Regions from separate parts of the Zea mays genome. Here region 2 is linked to region 1. Evidence: chromatin contacts called from public Hi-C data. All regions are on one chromosome and are shown on one strand. Each heading gives the region's core, a stretch centred on a gene start, on an enhancer-like site or on the middle of the called end of the contact. The rest is flanking DNA. Distances are from core to core; before and after follow the strand shown.

What was found. A called contact is a pair of places that touch in the nucleus more often than the background predicts.
Region 2: a Hi-C map of ear shows a contact between it and region 1, with 2.7 times the contacts expected there. The contact joins the promoter of LOC103633266 here to the promoter of LOC100279471 in region 1. A contact is called at or near these places in 2 of 25 Hi-C or Micro-C datasets (ear and tassel).

The regions. Positions count from the first base shown.
Region 1 is chr7:163,724,252-163,728,095 of Zm-B73-REFERENCE-NAM-5.0, forward strand. LOC100279471 reads left to right here and starts at 1,532. Exons shown (of 7, transcript NM_001152475.1): 1 at 1,532-2,405. The coding sequence starts at 1,535.
Region 2 is chr7:164,352,726-164,356,947 of Zm-B73-REFERENCE-NAM-5.0, forward strand. LOC103633266 (chemocyanin) reads left to right here and starts at 2,348. Exons shown (of 2, transcript XM_008654969.2): 1 at 2,348-2,651; 2 at 2,761-3,439. The coding sequence starts at 2,474. The coding sequence ends at 3,197. LOC100273838 reads right to left here. Exons shown (of 5, transcript NM_001308397.1): 5 at 4,194-4,222.

The DNA.
Region 1 (3,844 bases), core at 282-2,781:
CACATAGTCGTCTATGATTTTTCTCATTGTACTATCTAAAACGGGATGTTACACGCGGGTAAAACGGGAAAAGCAAAAAAGGTCGAACAATCATATTGTTTTGTCCCATTTTCACATTTGTCAAAAACGAATATTTAGAGTTGTCTAATGTTCTATTTAGGGACCGAGAGAGTTGATAGACATTAAACTTAAAATAATTTGAGCTCTTGAGTGTTGTTAAAGGTTCAGGCATTATGATAAAAAGTACTATATTAATTTGTTAGATCATATATATATAATGTAAAATAGTCTAAAGTTTAATAGTTAACTTTTATTAATAAACTATAGACCATTTTATGATACTTCATCCGTTCTAAAATATAATTCTTTTTAATTCACTTTTTTCGTCCACATTCAAATGATAATGAATATTTTAGGGCTGAGAGAGTATAAAACATGACCTCGTTCCAATCCTGCCGGGGACTGCAAGTCCAAATTACTTCCACGAATTTTCCCTACTTTTCCAAAAAAAAGATTTAGAAAGATTATTAGAAAGAGAATTATGGGTCTCCGTTGACCGTTGGTCTACCTGGTCAATTCGTTCGGGACATGACATCTCACTGTTGAAGCTTCGTACCCTGAATGCATGACGCTGCCCCCAAATTATTATTGGACACGCCTCCGCTGTTTCTATTTTCAACGCGCACACGCATACTAAATGGTAAATGTATACTGGTTTGAAGTTTGATAGGTTTTTTTGAGCTAATTACATGTGTGATCTATTATATAAATTCAATAAGGTAGTACTAGTCGATTCATGTAGTTCCACTAATAGTTGGTTTAGAGGACCATCTAGTTTTGTGCATACGTCTGATTCGTTAATTAGTTTTTTCTATTTTATTAATCTGATGTGATCTATTTTTTTAAAAAAATATTGCAAACTTTGAAATTACGAGTTCAAACTTTTGCTACTTGTTTAGATTTTAAATCTGATATCGAAAACCTTTATAGACATCATTCAAAATTTTGCTCTCTGAATTTGAAATCTTTCTGTAATATCCAACGACATTATACTCCTAGATCCAACTCTGCATTCAGAATTTATTAACTTTGAACTATAATATGATATTGTAAAATTTGTATATATAGCCAGGTTAAATTTTTTGGGATTTTTAAAACTGCACACCTATATTCATAAACTTTATACTGGCTCGTTTTAATTATTCTACCCTAAGATTCAAAACTTTGTATTACACTCTTATTTTAGTATCCTTCTATTATTGTAGTAGCATATTATATTGTAAACTTCTACTGGTATGATATGGACTTTGTACAGCTGGAATAAAACTTTTTAATTGAAAATTTTGTATTTCATATTTCAAAGGTTTGTACTGACATATTTCAAACGGGTGTGCGGCAGGATAAAGTACATCTTCATGCTCCTTATTAGCATAGGCCAGAGACCACGACGGCGACGCACAGGCCAGAGGCCACGGCACTACCCTCCTCTATATCACTGCTCGCCACGCAAGACGGCACGAGCAGCCGTAACGCCATGGCAACGGCCACGGCCGCGTTGGGTCGCGTCGCCTCCCCGCGCCTCGTCATGGGCTACCTTCTCTTCCTCACCGTCGCCTCCCTCCTCCTCTTCTCGCCGCGGGCCGCTGCGCAGGCGTGGCAGCTCTGCGGGAACACCGGCAACTACACGGCCAACAGCACCTACCAGTCCAACCTCGAAAGCCTCGCCAAGGCGCTCTCCGCGAACGCGTCCCGCTCGAGGAACCTCTTCGCGGAGGGCAGCGTCGGCGCCGTCCCGTATGTCGTCTACGCGCTCGCGCTTTGCCGCGGGGACACCAACGCCACGGCCTGCGGCTCCTGCGTCGCCACGGGGTTTCAAGACGCGCAGCAGCTCTGCCCCTACAAGAATGACGCGGCCGTGGTCTACGACGACTGCTACCTCCGCTTCTCCAACCAGGATTTCATCGCCAGCACCACCGACAACGGCAATGATAACATCATCCTCATGAACACTCAGAGCGTGAGCTCGCCGGTGCAGGCGTTCGACGCCGCCGTCGTCATGCTCCTCAACGCCACCGGCGACTACGCGGCGGCGAACTCGTCGCGGTTTGCCACGGGGGAAGAGGGCTTCGACGCCAGCTACCCCACCATCTACGGGCTCACGCAGTGCACGCCGGACATGTCGTCCGCAGACTGCCGGAGCTGCCTTGGGAGCATAATATCGGCGATGCCAGGGTCTCTCAGCGGAAGTAAGGGCGGGAGGATTATAGGGACGCGGTGCAATTTCAGGTACGAGGTGTATTCTTTCTTCTCCGGAGCGCCCTCGCTACGTCTGCCAGCGGCGTCGCCACCGGCGCCACTGCCATCTCCTACGGCATTTAACGTGACGCCGACGGCAACCCCACCAGGTGAGATATCAGCAACAGATTGCCAAGTTTTTAGTTTTTGTTCGTTTTTAGCCCTAGATGGCTCCTTCAAATCAGATTTTAAAACAGGAGGTTCGTCTCAAGAACACGATTACACGAAAAAGAAAAAAACATGCGCACACTCAAACAACCCAAATTATCTCCCCCTTTTTTGTCCACTGTGGCACTGTACTTCTTTTCTGGGAGAAAAAAAATGTCCACTATACTAGTTTCGCACGACTCTTGAATCGGTCATTCCAATCAAACGACTGAAACTCTCTGTCTTCTATTTGAATTATCTGGGAGCTACAGTTTCGTCAACAGATTTTGGTAGCGGACACAACCGTGTACACTGGTTTTCTTTGAGGATCTTGACATCTCTGCAGTCCCGTCGCTATCGTTTACTACTTTGTTGACCGGAAACAGCGACTACAGTACGCTGAAGACTTCTTAGTTGACTACTTCTAGAGAAACACATACTATGCATCAAGACACATACTATGCAAGGCATTAGGCTATCCGCAACCATTATCCCTAAATTTTTCTCCCTATATCACTTTTCTCCCCTATATTTCCCCCTATTTTTTCATCTCCCGCAGCGGTTTCCCCTAAATACTCCCCTATACCCCACTACAACTATAAAATATCGTTTTCTATATCAACTATCAATTTTTTATCTACTAACAATTACTGGTGGACCCACAACATAGTGTTTAGGGTGATGAACAGTGACACGCTAGATCTAGGGGGAGAGAGAAGGAGACCGACGCGTAGGGTGCGCTGTAGGGGACACCGCTGCGGCGGTAGGGTGACCCCTACAGCCGGCATGCAAGGGGAGGGGGAAGGCTAGCGCGTACCGCTGCGCACAGCCTTAATATATAGTACTCTCTATCCTAATTTATAATTTGTTCGGCTTTTTTATGACAAGTTTCACTAGCTTGTCTTATTTAAAAAATTAAAAAATTCAAAGCCATATTTAAATTATATTATATAGTAGATGATATTTAAATTATATTATATAGTAGATGATATCACAGTAAAATTAATAATAATTATGATTTTTTTAATAAAACGAGTCGGTCAAATTTGGAATAAAACAGTCAAACGAATTCTAAATTGAAATGGAGGGAGTATATAAAAGACAACAGCCTTGTTATATAAAACAACCATGTACGCCACACAACTCTTGTGTAAATCATGTCGGAGAAAAATGGCTCACCATGCCTTTGCCCATTCCATTTCAAGCGCGCTTGTGCTCTCATTTAGCATAGTGATTTATGCCAGTCTACAAAGCAGTGTGGTTAGTTCCACTTCCAACGGGGATAAGTAGGCACTAATCAATGTGCACTGCATGATCTGCTAATTAGGAAAAGGCACAGAAGAAGATGAAAACTTGTCGTAAAGTTATCTTTATTTTATTTTTTTCTGTTGGAACTTTTTGC
Region 2 (4,222 bases), core at 1,098-3,597, 630 kb after region 1:
TTCTTTCTAAATGGCTTTGGAATATTGAGAATTCAAATGGTTTATGGCAAAAGATTATTGCTAGTAAATATATTAAGGGAAAACCCCTTATTGTTGTTAAACAAAAGCAAAATGACACTCATTTCTGGAAAAAGCTGTTGAGTTTAAGGGACATCTTTTACAAATACTGTAAAACTGACGTGGGTAATGGTTTGAAAACTAGTTTCTGGAAAAGTACTTGGTTGGGTGACCAACCGTTGTCTAGCCAGTTTCAAGTTTTGTTTGACTTGACTTATAACAAAGATGTCTCTGTTAACGAAGTTTTCACTTCAAATTTTGAATCCCTGACTTTCAGAAGAAGGATTGTGGGTAATCTAAAATTATTATATGATGATCTGATTGATTATTGTGAGCAGATTTGTCTATCTGATCAGGAGGATAGAATTGTGTGGTCACTGGGGAATAAAAGCTTCTCTGTTAATTCTTTATACAGAAAGAAAATGGAAAATCAAGCTTTGATTCCATATAAATTTTTGTGGAAATCTAAACTGCCTCATAAAATTAAGATTTTCTTCTGGTTAGTGGTAAGAAATAAGATTCTTACTAAGGATAATTTGAGAAAAAGATGCTGGATTGGTTCTTTAAACTGCTGTTTCTGTGGGGTGGATGAATCCATTGATCACTTGTTTTTCTATTGCCCCATTGCTCAGTACATGTGGAGAGTTATTCAAGTGGCCCTGAATTTGAGATCTATTCCAAAAAATATCAAAGATTTGTATGATAATTGGTTTTGTAAACCAAAAGACACGATGGCTCAGCTGGTGTTATTTGGTTGTGGTGCTTTATTCTGGGCTATTTGGCGCACTAGGAATGATTGGTGTTTTGGGAATAGTCATTTACTTGACCCATCTAACATCATTTTTCTTTGCTGCTTCTGGTTGGATTCTTGGGCGATTCGTCAGAAAAAGAAGGAGCGAAAAATGGTGGTGCTAGGAAGCAGGTTAATCCGAAAGACGGCAAGTGAAGCTTTCGGGAGGGCCTTGGGGTGGTGTCCTCTTGACAGGCGGATTCCTGGATGACAAGATGATGATGCCGAGAAAGCTTGTTGGGATAGTTGTCTGTCTTTTGTTGGCCAAACTGTTCAGGTCTTTTGTGGCTTCTGCCTGTCTTGGTTGGTTGTATATAAGAAAGTCTTATGTAGCTCTTCGTAGGCCAAAACTTTCACTGTTATCGTAGTCTCTTCACTGATCTAGCGATAGTGTTTAGAGTCTAGATAACTTTCTGGCCATGTCTGTTCTTTTGGAGGTCCTACCACGTGGGTGCGGTTGTTACATACTTTCCTATTTCTTAATGAAATAGGGGGCTTCGCCCCTTCGTCAAAAAAAAACAATGTAATACAATTGGTGTATCTAAAATATGTATCTTACTATATTTATTACATCGATCAGAGCATTCAATAAATTAAATTGACCAATTAGCTACTCTTCTGTTTTGACTATAGAGCCAAGACACAGTGTCTTCGTCAAGGGACGTGTCTTAATTTTTTTACATTTACCTTCTTAGACATACTTAAAGACACACCTCAAGACACTCATTATACATGACATTAGGGCATTTACACTGGTGTTTAATGTAGAGGCTCTTGAAGTGTTTAAAAAAAATCGTGGAGCCGTCTCTCCGTGAAGAGACGCATCTGGCTCGTAACCCAAGTAGCAACAGACGTCTCACTTACCACTGTACGAATTTGTCGTCTGTTCTATCGATCAGATGTTGTACAAACGCATTTAATTTTGTATTTATTAATAGACTATATTTATAGACACTTCATTGTATAATAAAGTCTCTTAATTGTCTCTTTGTGCTTGGAGAATCGTTTTGGTGTCCCTCTACTATACATGCCCTTGTGCTGAAAAGATTCATCAAAATTAATCGATATAGTACGTGCGAAAATTTTCGAGGATCGTGCGAGGCACGCACGACATCGATCGGGCCGGGAGCTCCCTCGCGATCTGCTCCTGTTGCGGGACGAAGCAACCAGTGGGCCTGTGTAGCTAGTCGTGCTCACGTAGTGCACAGAATCAATGGCGAAAGTCAAACCAATAAGCATATATGCATGCCATCTTGCAATGTAATCTTGCATTGCATTGACCTTTAATTTTGAGTGTCTCAGGGTGCAGCGTACAGTTAATCATTTCGACCCCGAATTCATTTGAAAATGAACAGCAGATTCTCCAACTCATAGTCTGTGTGCCTGTCTTCCCCCCTGCTACGGGCATGTGTTTCATGGTCGGCCACGAACACCTCTTCGTTTGGCATTGGCAAAGAAGGGAATTTCTCTCCATGTTCTGTGTCTCCGTGTATATATAGTCCTATCACCTTTTGCAGCACACGCGATCCCAAATTAAAGGGCCATATATACCGACCCGAACGCCGAAGCAATATAATTCGGTGGACCACCACTCAAAGGACGCGTACGTACGGGCCGGGAGCGAGCATGAATAAGATCGCCTCCGCCGGAGCACTGCTGGCCGTGGTAGCGGTGGTTGCGGCGTTGGCCGCGACGACGGCGTCGGCGAAGGACTACACGGTGGGCGGGTCAGACAGGTGGGACACCTACGTCGACTACGGCAAGTGGACCGCCGGCAAGACGTTCATGGTCGGCGACACCATAAGTGCGTGCTACTGCTAGCTCTCTCCGTTCACGTACTTGCCCGTGCATTATTTCCTTCCCATCTCATCTTGATGTGGCGTGCGATAATGTACGTTAACGACTAACTGCAGCGTTCGAGTACATGCCGTACCACAACGTGCTGGAGGTGACGGCGGCGGACTACGCCAGCTGCAACGCCGGCAGCCCCATCTCCACCCACTCCGGCGGCAGCACCGCCTTCAAGCTCACCGCCACGGGCACCCGCTACTTCATCTGCGGCATCCCGCGCCACTGCCTCAACGGCACCATGCACGTCACGATCACCACCGTTCCCTACGATTCCGCCACCGCCGCGGCAAGCGGCCCCGCGCAGGCTCCGCTCCAGTCATCCTCATCGCCTCCAGCAGCCGACGCCTACGCGCCCGGACCGGCGGCGGGACACAAGGTGGCCCTGGGCGCTGCAGGGAAGTCGCCGGCGGGCGCACCGAGCAGCGCGCCGCGGTATCAGCAGCCCGCGGCCGCGGTGGCTGGGCTGGCGGTGGCCGCTCTGGTGGCCTTGGTCGCCTAAGCTAGCAACGTGCGTGTAATTTGCACGCACGTTGCAGTTTTGACTTTTTGAGTTACTGCTTACTGCTGCTGTACTGTACCTGAAACAGGACTTCTGTTACTGCGAACGTACAAGCGGTATATTCATTTGTGCTTCTTCTTTTTACTCTTGTCGTGTGTTTATATTCGGTACATGGGTGTAAATTGTGATATTTACTTCTTATAATTCCATTTTAGCGGCATTGGTCAATGGTTATGTCTTCAGTGACAGGGTGTGCGAATCCATTTCACAACCACTATGTTGCAAAACTTCGAGGCATAGGAACGATATAATGTTTTCCATGCTGTTCAGAAATATGAATGTTTTCCATACAGCTCAGAAATATGAATTTGGCTCTACAAATACAATGAGGCCCATTTGTTTTGTTGGAATTCAATTCCATTTTAATAATTATAAATTGGACAAAACTAATTAAATTCATATGTTTATATATGTAATATATTTGTATATTATCCTAAATCATATAAGAGATAGTTATATACTATATTTATGGTATAGCGAAACATGTAGAAGAGTGTGCTATAAGTTGTATATCGGAAAAATAGTATGTAAATCTATATAATCAATTTTCATTTCTCACTCATGAATTTAAGATAGGCTTATATAATAACTTTTAAAAGTGGTAGAATGTTACATTTAAAAAAATAGTCTATTCCATTAGTAAGATTCTAATTCCTCAAAATGAAAGGAAACATGTAAGATTTTAATTTTTTAAAATGAAATGAAACAAACAGGAGCTGATTGTTCTTAAGCAGAAAGAAGATCGATACCACCCAAATCATTTCAGGCAGAGGAACGAGGTCAATGGCGGCCACGTCTTGATAACAGGCGAGCACGTTATACCAAAACGCACAGGCGCACAGCTAGCATGTAGTAATGCGCATCCACTTCTACCAACAGCCGTCGTCAGTTTTCACATGCGAGGAGGAACATAACCAAACAGGCAAGAATAGACATAAGCTAATCCACCGATCCACATTAGCTTC